Linked DNA regions of Mus musculus: region 2 is linked to region 1. The links are chromatin contacts, called in public Hi-C maps. All regions are on one chromosome and are shown on one strand. The core of a region is the stretch at or near the end of the contact, and the rest is flanking DNA. Distances in the headings are between cores, read along the strand shown. Region 1 overlaps Ndufs4 (NADH:ubiquinone oxidoreductase core subunit S4). Region 2 holds the start of Ndufs4 (NADH:ubiquinone oxidoreductase core subunit S4).

Region 1 (7,293 bases), core at 762-3,261:
GACCTGTACAACAACAGTAACATATTTTCCTGTTTGCAAACTCTCTGTTTTCAGAAAGGGTGTGAAGGTCACTTCTTAATTTTATGTTAATTGCTTTTTTGAAAAATAACTGTATCCATTGTTCTAAGGTCTTCCCAAATACTACGTAGGGTGTGCCGTTTTCTGTGTCAGCCTTTTTTTGTATATTCAATTTGCTGCCAGCTTTTTGGTCTGTTAAATTAAGACTGTCTTAAAGGATGGCCAGTGAGTGTGCATAAGACTTTAGATGGTCTATGAAGTGAATTATTTTCATAATTACACCATCTGTAATTGCCCTTCTCACTGTGTTAACACTCACTCCCCTCCCCTCAAAAAAACAAAAACAAACAAAAACCCGAACAAGGGGATAAGTTACTTACTAGTCATTACATTCTTCTGTTCTCTACAGTTAGTTTGAAAAATACAAACTAGCTTCTGTAAAGAACCAGGGAAAAAAATTTTAACATTTTAAATTTCAACTCTGTATACACATCTTTTTATGCTCCAGGTAGCAACAGAAAAGTATGTGTGGAACTTGTGTGCTGCTCAGCAGAGCACAGTAGCGGTCCTTAGGAACAGCCCTGTGTGCTTTCAGATTGTTGCAGATGGAGTTCACCACATTTTATGGCACAACTTTTAACTGAAACTGCATCAAGATGACAGACTGACTGTGGTTGTTACGTGGTCGTTAGTGTGTGGCAGACATTTTCCCAAAGTTAACTTACTAACTTCAAGAAATGTTGCTCTTGGTGAACTTGAGCTTTCCAGTGAAAGTTAGAATTCTCTTTTTAGTTCAAATGCAGCTTTGTTGCTTGTTGCGCATGTGTGGCTGGCTGTGTGGATGTAAGCTTGCGCACCTGTGTGGCTGTCCTGTGTGACGCGCTGAGAAGCCGGGAGTCAGCCTCAGCAGTGGAGGCCTCAGGGGCTGCCCACCTTTGTTTTGAGACGAAGCTCTCCTGCTACTCTGGCTATGCTAACTGGTTGTGGAGTCCCAGGAATCCCGCATTCTCCACGTGTCGCTGCTGAAATTCCCAGTGTAAGTCATGCCTGGCCTTTAGCATGGCTGCCGAGGAACTGGGCTCTCTCCCTTGCACTTTACCAACTGAGCTCCCACTCCAGTCCTGAAAATTACAATTTTATAGATCTTGGTTCTGCTTCTGACCTTAATAAATTTGATGTCTTTGTAGTACTTTATGCCTACTTGGTGTGATTGGAATTTTCATTAACAAATGTAATTTTTTTTAAATGTGAAATATGTTTGGAATCTGTATTTGGAGTAAATATGCATATACATACATAAAGGCATACATACATGCATATACATATCTAGAGTCAGTATAACAAATGCATGGTAAAGTTTTAAAGTTTAAGATAACAATGAATTATAGCCAGATAAGAAGCTATTGAAGACTTGGTTTTTCTGACTAATGTTTATATGAAAATGCATTGTTTTCATGTACTGGAACCAGGGCAACACCCCATTAAAATGTATGAGCTCATTAGATGTCAGAACTCAGTCACCTTCCAGTAAGCGAGATGTCTATTAAAGACAGCTTCAAAAATAAAAAATATATCGCAACTTAAGAGTTTGTTATAATTTTACTGCATTAGAATTTATCACAGTGAATATCTCTAGCTATAGCTTATAAACAAAACAAAGCAAAACATCTTTGGACTTCCAGTAACATCTAAAAGTGTAACAAACTCCTGAGGCAGTAACAAGTCATCCCTCTGAGTCTTCTCCTTGGGGAAGCAGCCCAGGGCTCCGAGTTCTCCGGGAGACCCAGGGACTTAGCACTGAGTACCCTGCGATCGCGCTCAATCTCTAAAATGCTGAGGCCAGCTTTTCTTGCGCCACTACAGTTGTGCATGCAGGTGTGGTGGCAGGTATTGCCTGCCTTTCCATGACAGCAGCTCGCGCACAGCAGCAGCACTTGCTGTAGCTCACAGGCAGCCTTATATAAGGAGAGTTTACAGAGCGCTGGAAGCTCATGAGAGTTAATGTGGGAATCTGATTTTACCAAGTCACGTGTCATTTCTTCTAGCAGTAGCTTAGACTTGAGTATAATTTGTGACTTTTCAGATTCCAATAAAAATTTTTAAAAAAACTTTTAAATTCTTATGTGCAAAATTTTCTGTCAAGGGTATAAATGAAGGGCTCTGTATAGTGTTTTGTGAATGTTAGGCTGATGAGTAATTTTTGTTTCTCAGAATCATTGTGTATTGACAATATGCACTCGGTCCTTACGGCACTGAATGTAACAGGGGGAAGTCTATTAGCATTCTCCTAGTGTAAGAAACATCTCTCCCTTGGGAGCTATACATAATGGCGTTGTTACAGAACCAAGTCTTCTGGGAGTAGAATTGTTTCCCTGGATTACTATTAATCAAGAATTTTGTATTAGAGTGTAGGAAAAATTTAAGGATAACTCCTAAGAATGCTTTTGGTTGTTGTGTATAAATTTCTAACTCATCTTTTCACTAATGAGAATTCAAATATCAAATATTCAAAATATTCTAAAATAATCTTATAAACTTACACTTACGAGCATAGTTTTTTAAAAAACATTTTTGTGGGTTGCACCATTATTATTTCAAACTATGTGGTGCCTGCTACAGATGGAAGGAAAGCTTGCAAGTGCTGCTTTGCATTTGGCTCCTCTAAGGGGAGGAGCTGGGCATGGAGGCTGGGCAAAGAATGCCCTTGCTTTAGAGAGAGGAAAGGTAAACTTGTCTTTTAAGATTCTGAGTAGTTGTTCTCCCTAAATAACCAAAGCATGAGTTGAACTTGCATACAGTACACTTTTAATTGCTTTTAAATCAAGTTAGTATGCATTTTATTTTAGTGCACTGACTGCTTATTTGTCGAAATTTAAGTTAACAATTACCCCAGTAAAAATATGACTACAAAGATAGAAAAGGGATTCTTATCAGAGTTGATTCCATTCTTACTGAAAGTGCTACAGAGTGAGCTTGAGCAGGTGGCATTCGTAGATTAGTTTTCTGAAAACTCTGATGGCTGTCATCATCCCTTTGTTCAAAGTGCTCACTGCATGTTGTCACATGCCACTCATGCTTCTAGTGAGATGAGCCACTTTAAGCCAGATTAGATTATATTAAAGGCTGGTTTATTGGGAAGCTGTGCTCTGGCAGAGAGTTCACTGGCCCCAGAGGAGAAGGCCAGGGAAGTCACCATGGTGGGTGGAGAGAAAGAGACCTTGCAGTGAGCAGAGAGAGGGAAAGGGAGAGAGAACACGAGCAAGCAAAATGTCTGCATTATATAGGAAGGAGGCTCTGGAGGAAGAGCAGCCAGCAGGGTATGCCATGTAGGGACTGAGGGTGCTAGGAGCACCAGAAGTCTTGGTCTGTTTTGATATGTAAAATGTACACCTTAGTCCATTGTCCCAGATCTAAGTCCAAATAATACTGGCATTTGAAATCATTTTCATGTATATGCTTAATTATTTTTCTCGTAAACTAGTTAATGCTGCTTTTTACCATTATGAAGGTATTATGGTTATGAGTGTGCCTCTAATCTAAAGCCAATAAAATAAGACGCTTTTAGTCATTCATAAATCTGGCTTTTTTTTTAAGAGGGTGGAGAAGGGCAGCTGTCATTTCAAAGCTTTCTGGGATAATGTTTTATAGTATAATACTACTAATATAAAAATACTATCATTTTAGACTGTTTTAGTTGCCATTATTATTTTTATCAAAAGTCTAGTATGCATAAAAAATAAGTTGTAGTTTATTAAGGTCATTCCAAATTGCCATGAAATAACAGTTAAAGATGATCACTACTTGGAATAAACCATTGCTACTTGATAATAACCACATGGTACTAGCAGCAATCTTAGCTGGTGGGATTTTAATATTATTGTTTTTGATGTGTGTAAGCAGCAACTTATTTCTGTAGACTTTTGTTGTTGCTTTAATTGTCTTAAATATCTTCAGGACTTCAACTTGTTCTAAAATTTTTTCATTGAATAATCTTTTTTGCAAACCTTCAAAAATAATGCAAGAAGATTTGTATATAAGTATTTTGTAGTGTTCTCTTTTCCTCTTACATACTATTAATTTTTGATGAAATTTATAAACTTAGATTTACAATTTGCAAGTGAGTGACCCACACAGAAAGATAAAGCTGGGCGTAAGGCAGGCTTCCGACTTCTCTGCCCGCGTCCCTCCCCCGCAGGCAGGGCCAGCTTTCCTTTGCTGAGGTAACTTGCTGTTGGAGATGGCAGCAGCAGCGATATCTCTGTTAGATTGTAAGTAGTGTCTGCACGGGGTGATGCAGCCTTCCAGCAGCTCAAGTGTCTGTTTTGTCTGGACTCTACTCACGCACATTCTTTTGCAAAATCTCAAGGCTTTAGTCTGGAGCACTGGGTCAAAGAATATGTCTCTTTGAAGGGGAGACAGCATTTTTCTTTTTTTTAATGTTTTATTCACTAAGTAGTATTTCATTTTACATCAAAGAATATCAGTCTTTGTGAACCTACGATGGTGGCAGCTTAGCATGAGGGTTTTTCTCTCTCTTTCACTAAGTACAGATAATGTTGCTTCAACTCAGGAGGACTGCTTAGGAAGCGTAAGTAGGTCTATTAGATTTCAAATGTAAAGAAAGGCGTTGGCTGACTATGTTACTTTGCAATATCATTTATATTTTGGAAAATATTTTAGAGTGTACGTCCCTGTGGACTGTTACCTAAACTACTAAAAAAAAAAAAAAGAGTAGCCACGAAGACTGCAGAGATAGGGATTATAATTCTAAGGAAGTAGCCACCCTGGGTCGGCCTCTTTAATATTATAAATATGTGGGCATAACCCCAACATACAAAAGTGAAAAATATCAAAGACTCAAACAATGAGAAATCTTTTTACACTTAAACTAGAAAATTTCTGTCTGTTCTGATTGCATGGGTTAATTGGTAATATTAATTGGTAATAATCATAGAATATTATTTTTAAGATTATTGTATTTCATGTTTGAATCACATGATTGTATATATATATATATATATATATGCATATACATTAATATAAAATGGTTGTTATGTTTATATGTAAAATATGCAGGGAAATTTATTGAAAGTTTGTCCAAATGGAATTAAGGTAAAAATATTTCTACTCTAAATAGCATAACAATTTTAAACTTGTACATTTCATTTAACAATAATGATCGTTACGGCAGATTGTTTATACATATAATTTTTGTAGGTAAGATTCTTTATATAAATGCAGAACTTTTATTTCCAAAATATGTTTCCAAAAATGTTATTCTGACATGTCATTAGGCTGTATGAAACTTACACTTTTGAAATGTTACAAAGGAAATAAATGTGAAAAATAATAGCTTTTATATAGAGACAGGAACCATTAAAGCTTGCAGAATAGCTATATTAAATTGCTGGAAGAACAAAAGATCTTTCGTCTACAGTATTCAGCCATCTCTATTATCTGTGATTCTTCAGCAATTAAAAGCAGATTATTTTCCTCTTTGTTCCTACTTAGAACACTTGAACAATACTGAAGAACTGAACTGACTGGAATGTTTTATCTTTCAAAAGCTTTAAAGTCCTATCCACCAATTAGCAAGATACAGTAAAGGTTTAAACGTTAATAGCCACAGCATGGTGAATGCATCGACCTGTGGTACTGGAGGTCTGTGTGCCAGCTCCTGTTGTGGGCTCTGGAGAGTAACCGTGTCTCTGCTGTTCTTGCACCACTACCTGCTGGGTGTGGAAAGTTTGAATCGTACTGGACACTTGTTTTTAAGAGTTTCAAATTTTTGCATGTTACTATATTGTCACTTTGGCTCTCATTAAGTTAGAGTTGATAATATTTTATTTATTAGGATTTATATAAAGCTTATTTTGCTATTTTCATGACAGCTCTAGTATGAAAATACAGATCAGTCTCTTAGTAACCAACCAAAGTGCTTGTGCTGTGTGCTGTGTGCTTGCAGCAAGCTGTTTGTCCAGCAGGTTTCATTTAGCATAGTATAGCCAACCATTAAGTGTTTGTTCTGTCTTTAAGTGTTTGTTTTGCTAATTGGGGCATAGAACTTTAAAGCTTTTGTGAGGTAAAACTTTGCAGTCAGTTCTGGTTTTAGTTTGGAATTTTGCTTGGTTTTGATCTCATTGGTAGTGGAGAATATCACACTTTATGTTACAGCTTTTTAATTGGCCAATTTGCCAGATTGAAAAGACTTCATCTAAATTACCACTAGCTTGTTAAATGATTTGTGTCCATCATTTTGTAGTAGATTCTCAGTAAAATTTGGGGTAGAAAGGGGTAGAAATTTAGATGTAGCATGTTTTGGTAACAATTTTCATTTCTATGTTATATATCTCGGGCCATAAAATGTAGAATTAGAGCAAAAGGAAAAAGAATGCACACCTCAAAGTTTGAGGCCAGCAAACTTTGTTTCCCTGTTTAAAGTTTCTAATTTTATACGACCTACTCTTTGCTTTAATTTTCCTCTTACAAATAGTGCCTACAACATTACCAGTATTAGAATGTTTACAAAATGGGTCTGTTTTTACAATTAGCGATGATGTAGAGGCTTCACTGTGGGCAATGTGCTGTGTCTCTGTAAAACTGCCTTTTTCTAAGCTACCCATATCTAGAAATGTGTGAATGGGGTTGTTCAGTTGCTGTTGCTGTCCACACTTCTGAAGGCTTTAAGTTTACTGAATGTTAGTTAATGAAGTCTTCAAGCTCTTTTCATGCTTCCTTACACATAAACCATTTAGTTTTCTTAAAGCAACACACGAGATACAGAGCCACCAAAATCCAAGCTGGGATTATAGAAGACATGGATCTGATTACTATGCTCATTTACATGATTATATAGTGACTATTGAGGATGCATCATTGTAAAACAATCTTATTAATGGAAAATAGTTGAACCCAGTTGAACAGTACCAGCTGGTTGACACTGCTGATCTAGCCATTTCCTCTGTCTGCTGTGCTTCACGTAGATGGTTCTCTGCCATCGTGGCACAGTCTCAAAGTGTATTCCTTGACTGCCTAGTTAAATAACCCTCACCTCTCCAACCCTGGCAGTTCTGGGTTTGAATCCTAATTGAATTCAGATTTGATATCCAAAGAGTTAAAAGCAGGTTTCTAATTTGAATACCATAAACATACTAGTCTGCCTTGTGCTAGGATATTCAGAGTACAACTCCTCTCTAGCTGTCTGGTGGTTTTCAAAGAACACTATTCATAATTATTTGTGGAGATGCATTGAGCCATTTCTAAAAAAAAAAAAAA
Region 2 (6,643 bases), core at 1,387-3,886, 43 kb before region 1:
TGGTGAGCAGAGTGGAAGGAGTCTGGTGAAGAAGACCGGAAATAGCCTGTTTTGAGAAGATCAGGTATTTTTCTCTTTGCCCCAAAAGCAATGATAATCCCCGGGAAAGAGTCATAAATCAATGTTATATAAATTGGTGTTCGGGATAGTCCAGTATGGACCGTGGTATACATTTAGGTAAAAAGTGAGAATCAAATTATATAGCTTGGTAATTATTGTAAGTAAAAAGAAAAATCTTTATTTGGTCAATATTTATTGCAGAATTTAAAAGACAAATTTTTCCTGGAGGTAAGAAAAGCCACTAGGAAATTGATCTTCGGGGCTGGAGAGAGGGCTCAGCAGTTGAGAATTCAGCTGTTCTCGCAGTCTTGGGTTCAATTCTCAGCACCCACACGGCAGCTCACAACAGTCTATAAAACCAATTCCAAGGGATCTGACACCCTCACACAGGCATACATGCAGGCAAAAACATCAGTGCATGCACAATAAAATTAAATAAGCCATAAAAAATGAAATCAATCTTATTTCTCAAAGGATTTTTGCTCTTGCCTCCCTGGTCATATTATAGAACTTCCACAAACGGCTACAACGTACAAAATGCAAAGCAGAAGTAAAAGAAGCCTGGAAATTCATACAGAAATTTCTAGGGTGAGATTGAAATTGGAGGTTAGAAAGAGCCTCCCAGTGAAGGGGACATGTGAGAAAATTATAGGAGGAAGGACAGAGACAGAGAGCAGGGGCAAGGGAAAGAGGAGATCACTGGGAGAAGAGTATTCCAGATGCTAGAAAAGCATCCTGGGCCTAGAGAATGTCCAAGGTAAAGTCTTTCAGACCGAATCATGCCTGGTATATTGGGAAATATCTATTGGGTTTAGAGTATAGCAACTGACGGAGAACAGAGTAAGTTCTAACAGAGTAAGTGAGTAAAGTCAGGAGTCTTTTTCCCTTCCAGTGTTAGGCCTGAACTCAGGCATATGTCCACGATAAGCCAATGCCATACCACTGAGCTACATCTTCGTCCCTACATTGGCCTTAAAAAATATTATAATAAGGTGTCTGGCTTTTCCGAGGATGAGCTGAGCTAGAAAAGGTGTTTAGTAGAAAAGAGGGGAATGTGTGACTTCTGACCCCATAGTTTTGATTGCTGAGCTGAAGCAGATTGGGCAAATGCAAACATCCCTGCAGAGGGGGACTGTGGTTTGGATCAGAGTCCTACTAGGAGAGGCAGGGAACATAATCAAATTCTAAATACATTTCAAAGATGGAGGCAAAAAGAGCAACCAAGGACCACCCTAAGAGGCTCCGCTAGACAGCTCAGTGGTAAAGTACTTGCCACCAAACCTATGACATTAGTTAGAATGAGAAAACTGACTGTTGAAAGCTGTTCTCTGACCTCCACATGTGCCGTGGCACCCATTTGTATGCATACATACATAAATAAGTACATTAAGAAAGAATCATGACAGGTATTGTGAATACCCAGGCCAACGCTATATCAATATGAAAACTAATGTTCTCCCATCAGTGTTGGGGTATCGTTTGAGAAACAACGTTGAAGACATTAGTGGATGAAAAGGTCTGTGAATACTCTGGAGGCTGAAGAAGGAGGGTGGTAAGTTGAAGTCTAGCCTGGATAACATCGAGAGATACTGTCTCTTACAAGAAACAAAGAAGCTAGGAATGTAGATCAGTGATGAACTGCACACCTGTCCCTGGATTTGACATCGCAGACTTGGAAACAAAAAGAAAAGAAAAGAAAAGGTTTGTTGAAGCACTGAGGAGCCAGGTGCGATTAGATAGGACACTTAAACCTGGTTATCGTTTATAATCTTTGCTTTTTGTTACTTTTAATGGCCATTGGAATGGAATGGGTGACAAATGGAAGGGATGATGGAGATAGGAAGAATAATCAAGATGGCTCCGCCCCTTTTCCGGGTGGGGCGCGGGGGGGGGGGCGAGGTGTTTGCTTGGTAGTTCCAGTGACAACCTTCCATACTCTACCCTCAACCTCAAATCAAAGGCTTATAAGAGCAGATCACCAAGCCTTTGGTACCTGTATGCTAGGTAGGCAAGCACTCTACCAACTGAGCTACATCCCCAGCCCCCACTAGATTTCATGTAAATCCATATGGTCTTTCTTTCTTTCTTCCTTTTTTTTTTTTTGCGAGGCTAGCTTTTTAGTGTGGAAAATATGATTATTATAACTACAGACCATCAAACTGAGTGCAGCCTGTTCTGAAGGCTTGCAAACGGAATCTGGCAACACTTTGGGAAAGTACTACTTTAGTTTCTCAAAGACTCAAGAAGCCCTCCGGCTCTTCCAGTGGGCCCAGCCTCAGATATTCCGAGTTCTTTGAAAAATTATGAGTTACAGGTGTTTACATTTTTCGAAGCGTTTTCTTTTGGGCTTCTCAGCCTCAATGTAAATGACCAACCTTACTAACAAGGATTACTTTCTATAGAGGCATCATTTGCATTCACTGAGTCCTTTCATCCATTTCCCTCTTTAGTTCTTTCAGCTAGAACTTTAATTTCTTTTCTAGGTCCTCAATCGCAAAAGGAAAACAAACAGAACATGCCTCTGTTTCACTGCGGCCGCATTGCTTTGAGAACGGAGGAAGTGAGTCCCTAGCGGGGATCCGTACTCGCATCCTGGCGTTTGCCTACAGGAAGATGGCGGCGGTCTCAATGTCAGTGTCGCTGAGACAGGCGATGTTGGGGCGAAGGGCAATGGCTACAGCTGCCGTTTCCGTCTGTAGAGTTCCATCCAGGTAACATAACTGTCAGCCTTGTCGAGCTATTCATTCAGGGTTCCCAGGTCGCTCCACTTTGGGGGAGGCTGGGCCGGCTGGGCCCCGGAGGCGGCCTTGGGAACGCGTCCTCCCTTGACCCTTCCTCGGGATGCGGGGACCGACGCTGGTTTCCGGCGAGGCGCCTGCGGGGCCTGGGGTTCTGCAGCTGCGGACGGGCGAGGGTCTGTGCGGAGGAGCTGTGAACTGGATCGTGGCTCCTGAGAAGGGGAGGAGTCTGGGCGACCTCTCTCCCAATGTCCTACATCCCTTCCGCTTGTCACCTGCTTGCCCCATTCCAGCCTGAAAGGGTAAATCCCTGCTATCCTTTCCCTGGCTTTAGTTAATATCGGCTGGGCTTCCAAACAGAAAGGTTGTTGTATTCATCATTGTGCATAAGAGGAAAACTTCTCAGGACTTCAGAGTTTATAGCAATATCCATCGGAAGGTTACAGCGTACCTGTTTTTTGTCTTTCTAACCAGTGCGTTCCAGTCTTAAGTTCCACCACGGAGCTACGCTCTCAGGCAGCAAGGTGGCTTTTATTTTGATTTGTTTACTTCGTTTGTTTGTTTGAGACAGATCACACTATGTAGCCCTAGATGCCGGAAGGTTTCTTGTGGTGACTGCCCCCTCCCTTCCCCCCCGCCCCCCTCCGCAGCATTGCTCTATTTTACGTAGTCTCTGTTTTCCTGGGTGTATAAGATACTGGGTTTTATCACTTGTTTCGAAGTTTGCTCCTGTGAAGAGTGGCCTTGTATTGACAGCTGCATGCTGTGGAGACTACATTCAATGTTCACAGTGAGGATGGGTCTGTAAGGGGTGGGAAGAATGTGGTACAAAAAAAAAAAAAAAAAAAAAAAAAAAGGAAAAGTCTGGCACACTGGTACAAGCCTTTAATGCCAGCCAGCTCTGGGGAGGCAGAACCAGAGGCGGCTGGATCTCTGTGAGTTCCAGGACAGCCAGAGCTACTTAGAGAGACCCTGTCTCAAACAAGACCAAACCATTAAATACCTTTAAGAAAGAAAAAGGGAACTAGTATCTATCAAAATGCTTGTTAAATTAGTGTTAAGCTCAATACAGAGGGAATACAGAGTTAAAGTGAGCTGGTTGGAACTTTTGGAGACAAATTTTGATGCAGTTTTAAGTAGTGGTTGTTTTGTGGGAAAGAAAAGGTTGCCCTTAGTAAAGTCAGGAGATTTGTAAAAGGCCTCAGGGACTGGGGATAGAGTTGAGTTGGTACAGAGAGTGCCTAGAGTTCATGATGTACTGGCTTCAGTCTCCAGCACCTAATAAAACGTTCCTCGGGCACATAAACTCTAATCCCAGCACTCCAGAGTTGCAGAAAGGGTGGGGCGGGGGCTTTTCTGCAGACAGTAGTAGAGCACTATATCTATCTATCTATCTATCTATCTATCTATCTATCTGTAAATAGATATATATATGCGTGTGTGTGTATATATATATATATATATATATATATATATATAGAGAGAGAGAGAGAGAGCGCAGTCACTGGAAAATAAATACTGTAATACTGGTGGAAAGTAAAAGATAAATTTGTAATAAAGTGTTTTACACATGAGGAACTTGGGAAAAACCAAATTGTTCTCTAAGATAAAATACTCCAGTGATTACTTTATGCTGACCTAGTTTAGACCTTTCCCACTTACACATTATGGAGATTAATTTACATAATGTAATACTAATGTGCTCATTATAGAACTTGAACTGAAAACAAATTTAAGGGACCATTAGTGTATTTCTCAACAGTTATGTTAGTTGAAGTTAAGATAATACTTGATTTTACAAATGGGTAGCTATTACTACACATCTAAATGTAACAGGTTTTCCTTGTAAATATGTTATTAGAGATTTGAAAATAGCATATATATAAGTTATATAAGATCGTGCTTCTTTCGTAGTTAAAAACATTAAAACCCAGAGGAAATAATTTTGACTGTACACTACCGATTTTTTTTTTTTTTTTTTTTTACTTTTGTATGTGCATCTTACTGGAGACAATTATGCTTCCCCTCATGTTTATATGGAAACTTTTTTTTTTTTCTTTTTTGAAACAGGGTTTCTCTGTATAGCCCTGGCTATCCTGGAACTCACTCTGTAGACCAGGCTGGCCTCAAACTCAGAAATCCGCCTGCCTCTGCCTCCCAAGTGCTGGGATTAAAGGCGTGTGCCACCACCGCCCGGCTTATATGGGAACTTCTTACTGTATATGCTTAAGTTAATGATTTGTAAAGACTGAATAGAAAGAAATCCAACCCATGGGGCAATTTAAATGTCAATTGCTTTTAAAAAAACTTTTTGTGATCCTTAAAGAAATGAAGGTGAGCCAGACCTGTGAGGCAGGTGGTGAGGGAGCAAGAGGTGAGAGGTAGAGGAATGGGAGCCAGTGTCAGTGGTCGAAGGAAGCTCTTACCTATGACACTGACGCTTGGATTCAATTATAATGACAATGTAAAGAAAAAAAAAACCAGCATGTAAGAAAGAAAAAGTAAAACCACGGATATGTGTCCTGACAGTCATCCGTTCGTGCCCTTACCCTCCCTAGCCATCCTAAGGAGTTTTCTGGCAAAACTTGTACCTATTTAAGATTCGAGTCTATCAACAGATAAGTTGGTTTCTCTTTCAAAATAGTTGACATGTGGGACTTAAGATTCTTGTCCTGTTTGTTTCCCCATCATTTTTAACACGATCATGCATGAGTGTATTACCTTTCCTCATAGGACTTCCCAGATTTAGACTGATCTTGTGTTTGCCTGCAGCATGGCTCTTAGGATAGCAGAGCCCCAAAGGCTGTTAGCCTTTCTCTGTGATGAAGTGTAGGTGTATGAGACTTGAGTGAAGTCTCTTTTCTGCTCCCAACCTCTGGCTGTATTTTGTGGTTTCCTTTCCCACTGTGCAGTTGAGCCTGTAGAGACTTCCAGTGAGGAAGTGGCTCGAGGACACTTGTTGACATCAGTTCTGTGTTTACTATACCTTCATGGCAAGGGAAAGTCTAAATTGGTAAACATTCTACATCACTAGGTTGGTTTCTATCTACTTTACTAAATATTTACTTATTTTGTATGTGTATGTTTGTATAATCATTTGGGAAAGTAGATCTTAAGAGTCATATTAGTGAGAGCCAGGTAGCTACTAGCCTACAGAAATGTGAATTTAAAAGAATTATTTGGCCAGGTAGTGGTGGAGGCCTTGAAGATATGGGCACAGGGGAAAAATTCCTGAATAGAACAGCAATGGCTTGTGCTGTAAGATCGAGAATTGACAAATGGGACCTCATGAAACTCCAAAGCTTCTGCAAGGCAAAAGACACCGTCAATAAGACAAAAAGACCAGCAACAGATTAGGAAAGGATCTTTACCTATCCTAAATCAGATAGGGGACTAATATCCAACATATATAAAGAACTCAAGAAGGTGGACTTCAGAAAATCAAATAACCCCATTAAAAAATGGGGCTCAGAACTGAACAAAGAATTCTCACCTGAGGAATACCGAATGGCAGAGAAGCACCTGAAAAAATGTTCAACATCCTTAATCATCAGGGAAATGCAAATCAAAACAACCCTGAGATTCCACCTCACACCAGTCAGAATGGCTAAGATCAAAAATTCAGGTGACAGCAGATGCTGGCGAGGATGTGGAGAAAGAGGAACACTCCTTCATTGTTGGTGGGATTGCAGGCTTGTACAACCACTCTGGAAATCAGTCTGGCGGTTCCTCAGAAAATTGGACATAGTACTACCGGAGGATCCAGCAATACCTCTCCTGGGCATATATCCAGATGTCCCAACTGGTAAGAAGGACACATGCTCCACTATGTTCATAGCAGCCTT

The links. Hi-C and Micro-C count contacts between places; a contact is called where the count stands out from the background.
Region 2: a Hi-C map of olfactory sensory neurons shows a contact between it and region 1, with 2.0 times the contacts expected there. The contact joins the promoter of Ndufs4 here to the enhancer-like site in region 1. A contact is called at or near these places in 1 of 39 promoter capture datasets (macrophages), 4 of 484 Hi-C or Micro-C datasets (granulosa cells, liver, nephron progenitors and 1 more) and 9 of 115 datasets of contacts at active chromatin or transcription factors (CD8 T cells, the SCID.adh cell line, bone marrow-derived macrophages and 4 more).

The regions. Positions count from the first base shown.
Region 1 is chr13:114,340,174-114,347,466 of GRCm38.p6, reverse strand. The region is part of intron 2 of Ndufs4 (NADH:ubiquinone oxidoreductase core subunit S4); the gene reads left to right. Among named protein-coding and RNA genes, the nearest start is that of Ndufs4, 44 kb to the left of the region's middle. Within about 2 kb of position 2,011, at least 17 of the 459 cell types and tissues checked have an H3K27ac peak or open chromatin away from gene starts, as enhancers often do. A contact at or near this core is called in the SCID.adh cell line and olfactory sensory neurons, where this site is marked.
Region 2 is chr13:114,384,087-114,390,729 of GRCm38.p6, reverse strand. Ndufs4 (NADH:ubiquinone oxidoreductase core subunit S4) reads left to right here and starts at 2,636. Exons shown (of 5, transcript NM_010887.2): 1 at 2,636-2,771. The coding sequence starts at 2,674.